Regions from separate parts of the Mus musculus genome. Here all the other regions are linked to region 1. Evidence: chromatin contacts called from public ChIA-PET data. All regions are on one chromosome and are shown on one strand. Each heading gives the region's core, a stretch centred on a gene start, on an enhancer-like site or on the middle of the called end of the contact. The rest is flanking DNA. Distances are from core to core; before and after follow the strand shown. Region 1 overlaps Axdnd1 (axonemal dynein light chain domain containing 1). Region 2 overlaps Abl2 (v-abl Abelson murine leukemia viral oncogene 2 (arg, Abelson-related gene)). Region 3 overlaps Abl2 (v-abl Abelson murine leukemia viral oncogene 2 (arg, Abelson-related gene)).

What was found. ChIA-PET counts read pairs in DNA pulled down with a chosen protein or histone mark.
Region 2: a contact with region 1 is called in an RNA polymerase II ChIA-PET map of memory CD8 T cells, with 11 read pairs. The contact joins two enhancer-like sites. A contact is called at or near these places in 13 of 39 promoter capture datasets (the 3T3-L1 cell line, the C10 cell line, the HPC-7 cell line and 8 more), 3 of 484 Hi-C or Micro-C datasets (bone marrow-derived macrophages, group 2 innate lymphoid cells and neutrophils), 2 of 115 datasets of contacts at active chromatin or transcription factors (T-cell acute lymphoblastic leukemia and memory CD8 T cells) and 2 of 9 other capture datasets (adipose tissue and liver).
Region 3: an RNA polymerase II ChIA-PET map of memory CD8 T cells shows a contact between it and region 1, with 32 read pairs. The contact joins two enhancer-like sites. A contact is called at or near these places in 1 of 15 datasets of contacts at CTCF or cohesin (large pre-B cells), 25 of 484 Hi-C or Micro-C datasets (B cells, CD8 T cells, DN3 thymocytes and 18 more), 7 of 115 datasets of contacts at active chromatin or transcription factors (the SCID.adh cell line, embryonic stem cells, extraembryonic endoderm stem cells and 4 more) and 2 of 9 other capture datasets (adipose tissue and pancreatic islet).

Annotation. Positions count from the first base shown.
Region 1 is chr1:156,406,773-156,410,026 of GRCm38.p6, forward strand. All of the region lies in intron 4 of Axdnd1 (axonemal dynein light chain domain containing 1), which reads right to left. Among named protein-coding and RNA genes, the nearest start is that of Axdnd1, 13 kb to the right of the region's middle. Within about 2 kb of position 1,454, at least 43 of the 459 cell types and tissues checked have an H3K27ac peak or open chromatin away from gene starts, as enhancers often do. A contact at or near this core is called in CD8 T cells, the P5424 cell line, the SCID.adh cell line and 3 more, where this site is marked.
Region 2 is chr1:156,572,140-156,575,631 of GRCm38.p6, forward strand. All of the region lies in intron 1 of Abl2 (v-abl Abelson murine leukemia viral oncogene 2 (arg, Abelson-related gene)), which reads left to right. Among named protein-coding and RNA genes, the nearest start is that of Abl2, 15 kb to the left of the region's middle. Within about 2 kb of position 2,107, at least 24 of the 459 cell types and tissues checked have an H3K27ac peak or open chromatin away from gene starts, as enhancers often do. A contact at or near this core is called in T-cell acute lymphoblastic leukemia and memory CD8 T cells, where this site is marked.
Region 3 is chr1:156,615,528-156,619,153 of GRCm38.p6, forward strand. All of the region lies in intron 1 of Abl2 (v-abl Abelson murine leukemia viral oncogene 2 (arg, Abelson-related gene)), which reads left to right. Among named protein-coding and RNA genes, the nearest start is that of Tor3a, 57 kb to the right of the region's middle. Within about 2 kb of position 1,599, at least 152 of the 459 cell types and tissues checked have an H3K27ac peak or open chromatin away from gene starts, as enhancers often do. A contact at or near this core is called in CD8 T cells, the P5424 cell line, the SCID.adh cell line and 2 more, where this site is marked.

The DNA of each region.
Region 1 (3,254 bases), core at 204-2,703:
CACATTAGTGACCTGGGTCGTTTGCATTCAAATATGTCACGTGCAGAGGTCATAACAGAAAAACAGTAAGTAGTATTGCACACATTTTAAAATTTTTATTAGATAGAAACACCCAAAGCATGAAAGAGGGCACCGCAGAAGGAGGACTAACAGAACAAAGCCAAATGGCACGTGTATGAAAACATCCTAATGAGCATGGGATGCTAGCACACACCTTTAGTCTCAGCACCCAAGAGACACAGACAGGTGGATCCTTGCCTGAGGCCAGCCAAAGCTACAAAGTGAGTGAGTCTCTCTCTCTCTCTCTCTCTTTCTTTCTCTCTCTCTCTCTCTCTCTCTCTATATATATATATATATATATATACACACACACACACACACACATACACATATACAGAAAAGAAGAAAAATTAAGAAAAGAAAATGTCATGTTGAAATTTAATAAAAGAAAGGTTTTCCTTTGCTCACAGAAAGTGTGTGTGAAGTCTTTGTGAAGCTGGCCATGTGAATGCTGTGTCTATGTCAAGGAAAAGCAGGCATTTTATATCCTCCCTCTCTTTTTATGTAAATATATACAATTATACACAATTCTACATCTACTACATTCTTACTTAGGCAAGGTAGGTATGCCTTTAATCTCAGAACTTGGGAGGCAGAAGCAGGCAGACCTGTGTGAGTTCAAGACCAGCCTGGTCTACACAGTAAGCTCCAGGTTAGCAAAAGCTAGGCAATAAGACCATATCTCAAAAAATATTTCATTACTTTATTGTTGGTTGGGATGTGTATTTCTGGGAGGGGTGTGTAAATATAGGCACAGATAGATATACCACAGCGCTCATTTGGCAGTTGGAGGGCAATTTGGGGAAGTTGGGATTAGGGATGGAGCCAAGAGTGAGAGAAAGAGTGCCAGTTTATCAGGTTATACGGGTGTTTATTCATAAACAACAATAAAACAAATAGAAAGTGAAATGGGATTGCATTCATTCACACACTCACTTCACTCTCCTCCGGTCTGGCATATGTCGTAGCCTGGCTCTGATGGCTGCGCAGGCAAGGCCCTCGGCATTTCATGCTGTGCTTTGGAGCTTCTGGACACACCAGCCCCAAGAAGGTAATAATAGGAACCAGAGCATATACCCCACAGGAACTTAATGAAATTAGAAAAAAATTATGCCCAAAATGGCATGAAGGATGCATATGCTACATAGTGAAACTGTGGGAGAAGGGAGCAGATATAATAATGTTACCAGATCAAGAGATGTTGGGAACCGTCTCCTAGGAGAAAGGGGCTATCAACTCTGCAGCCATCTCCCGCCCTTTACTTGCAGGCTGGTATTTTTCCACCCTGCCAAGAGACTTGTTTCCTAGCATGCGGTTTTTGCAAGCAGCCCACCACAGCTGAGCACACTCTGATAACATCTCATTCTTTTCAGACATTTCCTGGACTTGCAGTTTAGTGCCCCCAGCTGCTAGTCACTTGTGGTTTAGTGTCTCCAGCTGCACTCATAAGGCTTAGCTTATGCTTATGTGCCCTTAATTGTTTTTCAATAAATGGGACTTGACCAGCAACCTGTCTTGCCTCCATTCTTCAAGTCTCTTGCCCCTTCCATACCACTCTCTCTCTCTTGCAGACCCCGTTGACTGATCTGCCGGCCAGGTCAAAGAGATGCACAAAATTAGAAATGTCATGGGAAAATCCCACCGTATCAGAAGCTCTGGAACATGAGTTAGACAGCTCCAGGGGAGATACACATTCACTGCTTGATTGGATAGCTGCAGCTTGGAGATAGGCATTCCCCTTCTTAGATGTAACTCAGTTGGAGGCCTCAGCAAAATGGAATCGTTTACAGAAAGCAATTCAGTTAGCAAGGAAATTAGGAGTACTCCACTTCAGCTACAACCAGGTTCCTGACCCACAGGCAGCACCTGTGGCCTCCCCCTGCCTTGAAGGAGGCTGATTCAGACCTTGCTGCTACTGAGAATGAGACCACCTGGGGTGGAGCCTTCTGACCTAGATGGCTTTATTTTTCTGTCACCTGCCGCTGCTCTTCTCCAAGAAGCACTACGCTGAGAGGCTGAACCTGTCTTCCTGAGATGTTCCTGAGATAGCCAACAACCTGTGGACTTGGCGACCTAATGCTAAAAGCTCTGACAGACTACTTAGCAACAAAGCATCAAGAAGCCTGGTGTGGCAGGAGATGGGCCTCCCCCCTTTATAAGCACAGACTCTTAGTAAACTTTGGGCCTTGATCAGAAATCTGTCTTGGTCTCGTTATTCCTCTCATACTCTCCCATACAGCTCTGGCCTCCCACTCAGGAGCCCAGTTAGTGTGGCCGCAGGCGGCTACACGCACCAAGGTTGGCCCAGTTTAGGAAAATCCGGTAAAGAAGCTCCACAACATCCAGGGATGACCCCAGCTGGACCACTGCAAGGATGCCAAGTGCGGCAGATGCCATGGACTTCTTAGAATCATGCAGAGAGTTAGACTCAGAGAAGGTTATACTAAAGTACCTACCCATTAAAGTAAGAAATATAATGGAGTAAAGAGACGGTTCAAATATAAATATATATATAAATATTTATATACATATTTATATATACATGTATGTGTATATGTCTATGTGTGTGCATATATATGTATATGTGTGTGGTGTGGTGTGTGTGTGTGTATATATATATATATATATATATATATATATATGTATATATATCCATTTGGAAGACAGAATACCAACCTCCCAGTTAGCTCAGGACCAAGCCAACCATGGAATCCCACCAGACTCTTGTTTGGACAAGCTCCTCACAGACCTTTTTTTTTTTTTTTAGGGCAGGGGGGACCCAATGGCCGGGGTCCCCCTCACCCAGGATTCAACAACCAAGGGCCGAGTGTAGGGGCAAGACCTATGAACAGGAGGCCACCCAGGAAAAACCTAAGAGTGTGAGGACATCCCTTTCAACCTCAGGGACACAATATCCAAATCCCAGAGTAGCTCTACCCATTATACTACCCAATAGCACCACCAAAGTGGTCAAATGGCTGTTGGACATGGGTAGTGAGATTAATGTATATACCCTGGATGAAGGACAGATCCTGAATACAGACAAGATTAAAGGCCACATAGAAGTAGAGGGAGTTGGAGGCAGAGTCAGAACCCCTATAACTAAATTAATTATGAATTAGATTTCGATTTGTACAGTGCCCCAGAAAACATCATACAACTACTCACAATACACAAATTATTTCCAAAATTTT
Region 2 (3,492 bases), core at 857-3,356, 170 kb after region 1:
AGCATTGGAAATGTAAATGAAGAAAATATCTAATTAAAAATAATAATAAATAAAAAAAGGATTTATTTATTTATTTTTATATATTAGTACACTGTCACTCTCTTAGACACACCAGAAGAGGGTATTGGATCCCATTACAGATAGTTGGGAGCCACCATGTGGTTGCTGGGAATTGAACTCAGGACCTCTGGAAAAGCAGTCAGTGCTTTTTAACTGCTGAGCCAGCTCTCCAAAATGCATTTTTAAAAACAGATTGGGGGGGGGGGAAGCCAGGCAGTGGTGGCGCACACCTTTAATCCTAGCACTTGGGAGGCAGAGGCAGGTGGATTTCTTGAGTTTGAGGCCAGCCTGGTCTACAAAGTGAGTTCCAGGACAGCCAGGGCTACACAGAGAAACCATGTCTGGAAAAAAACAAAAACAAAAACAAACAAAAAAACCCCCCAGTCTGACAAGTGTTAAGGCCGAGATGATTTTGAGGTATTAACATATTGTATCATATTTAGATATATTCTGTGCCTTGGCTTAATTTTCATGTTTCTAAATGTATACCTAAGCGCATGTACAACCCCCCCACCCCCAAACCAACTTTCTGATTGGATGTGTTTGCTCGGCACTTCACTTGGGGGAATCAGTTATTCCTCTCTTACAAAGAGCTGGGTACCAGCACTTGGGAGGTAGAGGCAGGATGATCAAGAGTTTAAGGTTAGTAAATGCAAGGCCATACTTGGTTACAGGAGACCCTGTCTCCCCCCTTCTTCCCTCCCAAAAGGGACAAAGCATATTTTAAAATGATCCTAAAAACACTCCTCTTGTGTAGCTAAGCTAGAAAAGAAATGGAGAGCCAGTAGAGCTAAGCGCAAAGGTGCTGGGAATCGAGGCACTTCTGTAAAGGGCAGGGATCATTGGAGTGGGCAGGCAAAGCCTGGTGCAAGCCTGGAGCTGGCGTGCTATGAGAGTCAAGTCTGAGTACTTGCCTTTCCTATTGTGCACTGCAGGGTTTTGGTGTCTTTGCTCGGTGCATCTGTCTGGTGTACTTTCCCTCCAGCTGGCTTTCTCAGTTTTGGCTTGTCTGTAGGGTTTAATGGTTGCTTGGCTCTTCTTTATTATAACTCTTAAAATATTCTTTTGGCATTTATTCCTACTGCTGAAGGGCTTGGTATTTCTTTTAAGCTGTAAATGATTTATTTATTGAAGGGCTAGTGATTTTAACCACTTGAATTCAGAAGGTCTGGCAGGTCTTGGTATTTCTGCACTCTTCTTCCAGCTGTGTTAATGTGGTAGCACATTATATTCACACACACACATGTGTATCTATATGTGCATATATAGCCACTACCCTTCTCTATTTTATTTGTCAAACTTCTGTATTTATTTACTTGTTGTGTAAGTAAATGTGTGGGTAATGTGTGCCATGGTGGAGGTCAGCCTCAGTCACTTGAGGGTTGGGGTCTCTCCTTCCAAGTGGATTCCAGACATCAAACACAGGTTATCAGGCTTGGTGGCAAGTGTCTTTCTCCCAAGATATCTCACTTGTGTTGTGTCCCCTTCTTCCTCCACTTTAGACTAGTGGGAACATATACACCGTTTTTCGATTTATCTCCTACCTACTACCCTTAATTTATATTGGTTGATTCTTCCACATCAGGAATTTATTATTAGTGTATGCATGATGTGTGTGTCCACTGAATGTGTGGAGTTGGCTGTCTTCTTCCTTTATGTTGTGATGAAACACTAACTAAAAACAACTTGAGGAAGGAAAGGATGTTTGGCCTACAGGTTTCTGTCCATCATCAGGGAAAGCTAGGACAAGAACTTGAGGCAGGAACTGGAACTGGCTTGGTTCTAATTTCATTCTGCTCCCTTCTTATGCAGTGCAGATTCACCTGCCTGGGGATAGTACCACCCACAGTGGACTGGAGCCTGTTTCATCAATTAGTAATCAAGAAAATGCCTCCTAGACATGCCCACAGGCCAATCACTTGGAGGCAGTTTCTCAGTTGAGGTGTGTTAAATTGACAACGTAAGCTAACCTGGCTCAGGGTGCCAGGCTTGTGGCAGCAAACACTTTCCCCACTGAGCTATAACCCTCTTGCCTTTTCTTTTCTGAGATAGGATCTCTCACTGTATCCTAGTCTGACCTCAAACTCATGATGCTATTCTTACCTCAGCTTCTCAGTTGTGTGAACCATGCTTGACTCCTTTTATGTGTTAGGCTCTGAGGTCAGCCTTGGTGTTCTTCAGGAAACAGGTCTCACTGGGACCTGAGGCTTGCCTGTTAGGTTAGGCTAGCTAGCCACTGAGGCCCCCCGACCCCCAATCTGCCTTTACCAGCTGAACCATCTCCTAAGTACCCCCCCCCCCCAAGGATATATGTCATCTCATTGTATGGGTGAATTTTATTATTAGGTTGTATACAGCGCTCCAGTGAAAGATGTGGGCTATCACTTTAGGTACATGAGCTATTACAGCTCTGGATTATCTGAATGGAGTTGGAGTGGCTAACAGAAAGGGTGAGGATTTTAGTACAACCACCATTGAATGCTTATTTTGTGCATACAGCGTCTTTATCCAGCAACATACTTGGTGCTGTTACAAGTGTTTCAGATTTGGGAGCTTTTGGACCTTGCATAGATTGTACAGATTCTGCAGGTTGAGGATCCCTGATTTAAAATTCTGAAACCTGCAATGATCCAAAGTCTGAAACTTGCTTTTTAAAATTTATTTATTTATTTATTTATTTTTCAAGAAGCATTTGGGAGCTGGGCGTGGTGGTGCGTGCCTTTAATCCCAGCACTCGGGAGGCAGAGGCAGGCGGATTTCTGAGTTCCAGGCCAGCCTGGTCTACAGAGTGAGTTCCAGGACAGCCAGGGCTATACAGAAAAACCCTGTCTCGAAAAACAAAAACAAAAACAAAAACAAACAAACAAAAAAGAAGCATTTGGGATATTGAGTCATTTCAAACTTAGGAGCATGTGTTTTGGAGTAAGCATGCACAACCTGTACAACATGCTGTGTGCTTTTGAGTCTATTTCTTGTCTTTCTGTTCTTGTTATGTTGATTTGCCTTTTTAATTATGTACCAGGATCTCACTGTTTTATTGGACTTTTCCAATATGTACCATAATATGATGATCAGGATCTAAATGAGCTGAATTTAAATTGCTCAGCTAAATTGAGACTGGGTTCTCTGGGTAGCCCTGGCTGTCCTAGAACAGGAGCCTCTCGATAGACCAGGCTGACCTTGAACTCGGAGATTTACCTGCCTCTTCCTCTTGAGTGCTGGGGCTAAAGGTGTGTGCCACCATTGCCACCATTGCCTGGCCATTTGTATTTATTTTTAATTACTGAATTTTAAAGGCATAGAATCAACAGAAGAATGAAAACATTTTCTTGGATTTTTCAAAAATAAAATTCAGATATTTTTGGGGGTTTAGGTGTTTTATTCAGTGGTAGAGCTTTCTAGGCCCTGAGTTGGGTCCTCAGTTCTGAATAT
Region 3 (3,626 bases), core at 349-2,848, 210 kb after region 1:
TTCTTGAACTAACTGGAGTGATGTAAAAGATGAGTCTTGTTAGGCGTTTCCTGACTGTTCAAAGTGTTTGGTGGTGTACTGTAAACAGGTTTCTCCAGGGAAACACTGAGCAGTCATGCCCCCTTCTGTCCTCGGGATTGGAAGTTTCTATGCTTACCGACCCTAGCTGATTGTATTGTGAACAGTTACTTCTGTGAGACTGAAATAGCCTCTGCATCACCCCCACCGGATCCCTGAGGTTTTGGAGTGGCTCCACCCTTACTCAGGACTCCGCCCCTGTGGGTTGAACTTGCACTTTGTTCCTTCTGGCCCCTGACTGTGTGAGTAATGTCCCACGTGTATGGCTTGCTGGCCAGAGTGGAATTTTAAGGCTCTTCTATTCAGAACAGTTTAACTTTTCATGCTGCTCGGCCAAAGGCATGGTCCTGGGACCTGTTCAGCTGCCATCAACCAGTTACTGTAGAGACCAGGACACCTTGCTTCCCTGCCTGGGCAGGGATGTCTCGGAGTTCGCTGTGGCCCACGTGACAGGTGTGTTGAGATGAGGCTGGGGTGGGGGTAGACAACACAGTAATGAAATGTGGGTTATCTGCTCCTGTAGTCTCCACTGGGCTCAGTGAGGATTACATGGCTTGTTTGTGTGCTTGTTTATCTTTTCAGTTTTATGGGGAGGGGGGCAGGGTCTCAAAATGTAACCTCCGTTGGTCTGGAACTCAGAGATCTGTCTGCGTCTGCCAGCCAGCACCAGGAGTTAAGGTGTGTGCCACAGCACTGTCTTGTTTTATTTGAGATTGAATCTCACTGTCTGACTGGCTAGCCTAGAATTTGCTGTATAGACCAGGCTGGCTTCAAACTCAGAGAGAGTAGCTAGCCTGTTTTTGCCTCATGAGAACTGAGAGTAAATGTGTGTACCAGCACACCCAACATACTAGACCTTTAATAAATGTGTAATGAATGGAAGAACATGGATAATATGTAAAATGATGTTAAATGGCACATCTTGATTGAAAAACTTAAGCTAAATTGAAAATTACCAAATATATTCCCAACTAAAATAGTTTTTAGAAGAGTTATTAAAAATTCCTAGCCTCTTAGAGCATATACAAAGTAGAATAATGTTAAGTAATATAAAATAATGAAAACACTTTGAGGCAATGATTACTGCCTGACAATCTATAATGAGAATGATTAAAAAAAAAGTAACAATTTAAATATTGAAAATGTGCTTTATAAGCTAAGCATTAAATATCCAAATTTGAATTTGTGTTTCAGTTTTATTATTATAGGTTTTAAGTATGTTGCTGTTTTGTGTGTGTGAGTGTGTGTGTGTGTATTTGTCCTACAAATGATTCAGTAGAAAAGATAACAAATTACTTCTTTATGGTTCTCAAAATATTTCTGTTCCTTAAGTCTTTTACACAGTTCAGTAGAGTTTGGGGTCCTCTGCTGCCTTCTTTCCACATCCTCACGATCTACTGCTATTGCAGTGGGTCAATTAAAAGATTTAGTTAACTTGCATTGTTAAGAAGTTCTAGCCCACACTGACACTGAATTGGGCGCGGTACGTCTGACTCATAGGGCTTGCCTGTCTTAACTAGTGGCGAACATACCATGGACCCTGCTCACTGAGGCTCCAGGGCTTCCTTTGCTTTTGCCGTGCTCTTAGTCTGCCTCTTCTTGTTTCTTTTACTCATCCCTCCGCAGCCTTCCAGCTAAGATCATTCATTAGCTCCGTGCTTAGTCTTGGCCTCAGCGGGAATTTGGGCATTTTTACTTGATGATATTTTCCTTTTGTTTGGTGCTAGAGGGTAGGACCGGCAATGTTTTCTGTGGATATCCTGTGCAGACAGATTGGACAGGAACTTGTTGTACAAGAACAAAGGAGTGGGAAGAAGGAGGAAGGAAGGAGGGAAAGAAGGAAGCTCTGTAAGAGTCAGAGACAGGAGGGGCGGCCAGGCCAGGGAACGGAAAGACAGTCTCCTGGGCTTGGGTTCTGGGCCTTGTCTCTTAGGTACTGCATTTATCTTGTGTTTTTCACTTCATCTCAGGGGTATGTACCAGTGGTTGGCTTTTATTACATTTATTAAATTTTGAAGAAGAGTTTTTTGTGTATGTGTTGATTATATAGTAAATATATTACCTAACTCTCCTGGGACAAGAATACCCAACTCTTCCCATAGCTTTAAATTTTACACAGGATTGTCCTGTGGACTCCGTTCTTTGTACGTTTTGACACCTTGACTTTGGTAGCCCTCTTTTGGACCTGAAGTCCCTCCCTAGAGCAGATGGACCATGTCTAGATATCTCCCTGTATATTGACAGTTGTCAGTGCGGAACTTTGGTTCATCACATTTAAAGAGACATGCAGTGTAAACCGAGCTATGTGTGGCCCCAGGGGGCTTGCTGCTCATCTCTAATAGTGCCTGCTGTGAGTTTGCAAGCCACACATTATCCTTCAGCAAACCTTTTGTTGTGTGCTGGGTAGTTTGTTTGGAGATGGGGTCTTGCTATGTTGTGCTTATGTGATGTGGGACTTAACATCCTCCTCCCTTAGCCTCTGGAGTGCCCGTGTTACAGCCATGTGCCACATGCCGGGGACTTTGGTTGGTTGGTTGGTTTTGGTTTTTGTTATCTTTTTAAAAAAGCCTCTTGTAAATAAGCTCTTGGGGGGGGGGGGCAGCAGCTGTTGTTGTTCTGTGTGTCTGTACTTATTTGTCAATGAACAAATAAGAAACTTCCTGGCCTCAAAACATTGCACCCAAGAGACTTAGGTACTATACATGCATGTAGGAGTATATGCACTTTTGAATAGGATCATCAGAAAATGTCCTCAAAGGTTTACATTTGAGTGAAAAAAAATTTGGGGGGGCGGTTTGAGACAGTGAGTGAAATATCTTTGAGACAACTATTTTAGCCAGAAGAAAAGGCAAGTGGAAAAAAAAAAGTCAGGGTGTGTGCCTGCCCTGTTTAAGCAGTAGTGGGGAGGGTAGTGGTGGGCAGGAAAGCAAGGGTAAGGGAGAAGGTTGACCAGGGCTGGAGAGAGGCCTCATTGGTTGTGAATACTCCCTACTCTAGCCAAGGACTGAAGCTCAGATCCTAGTACCAGGTGGCCTCACTGTGTCTCTAGCTCCAGTGCATCTGCTGCCCTCCTTCCTCCATGGGCACCCATACGTGAGTGCAGAAATGCAGATACAGTCACCTGTAACCCCAGCTCCAGCGGACCTGACGCCCTCTCCCTTCACGGGCACCCATACATAAATTAAGTTTTAAAAATCTTAAACAACAAAACAAACTGCTGTGTGATGGTGCACACCTCAGCTCCAGCAGTGGGGAAAGGAGAGAGGGAAGTGGACCTCTGTGAGTTCAAGACCAGGAGGCTCTACAGAGTGAATGAGACCCTGTCTGGAAGAAAGGAAGAAAGGAAGGAAGAAAGAATTGGGCAAATTAACCTATAAGGGACCTGAAAGGCCCTTTAAAGATTTGATTTTTACTGTAAGTTTGGGACCAATGAAGAATTTTAAATATAGAGTTACAAAATATGACCTTTTTTTTACAATTTAAAAGGAGTAAGTATAGACACACAGAGATCAGTACCTAGTGAAGGAAGCAGTGTTAAGTGACAAGGA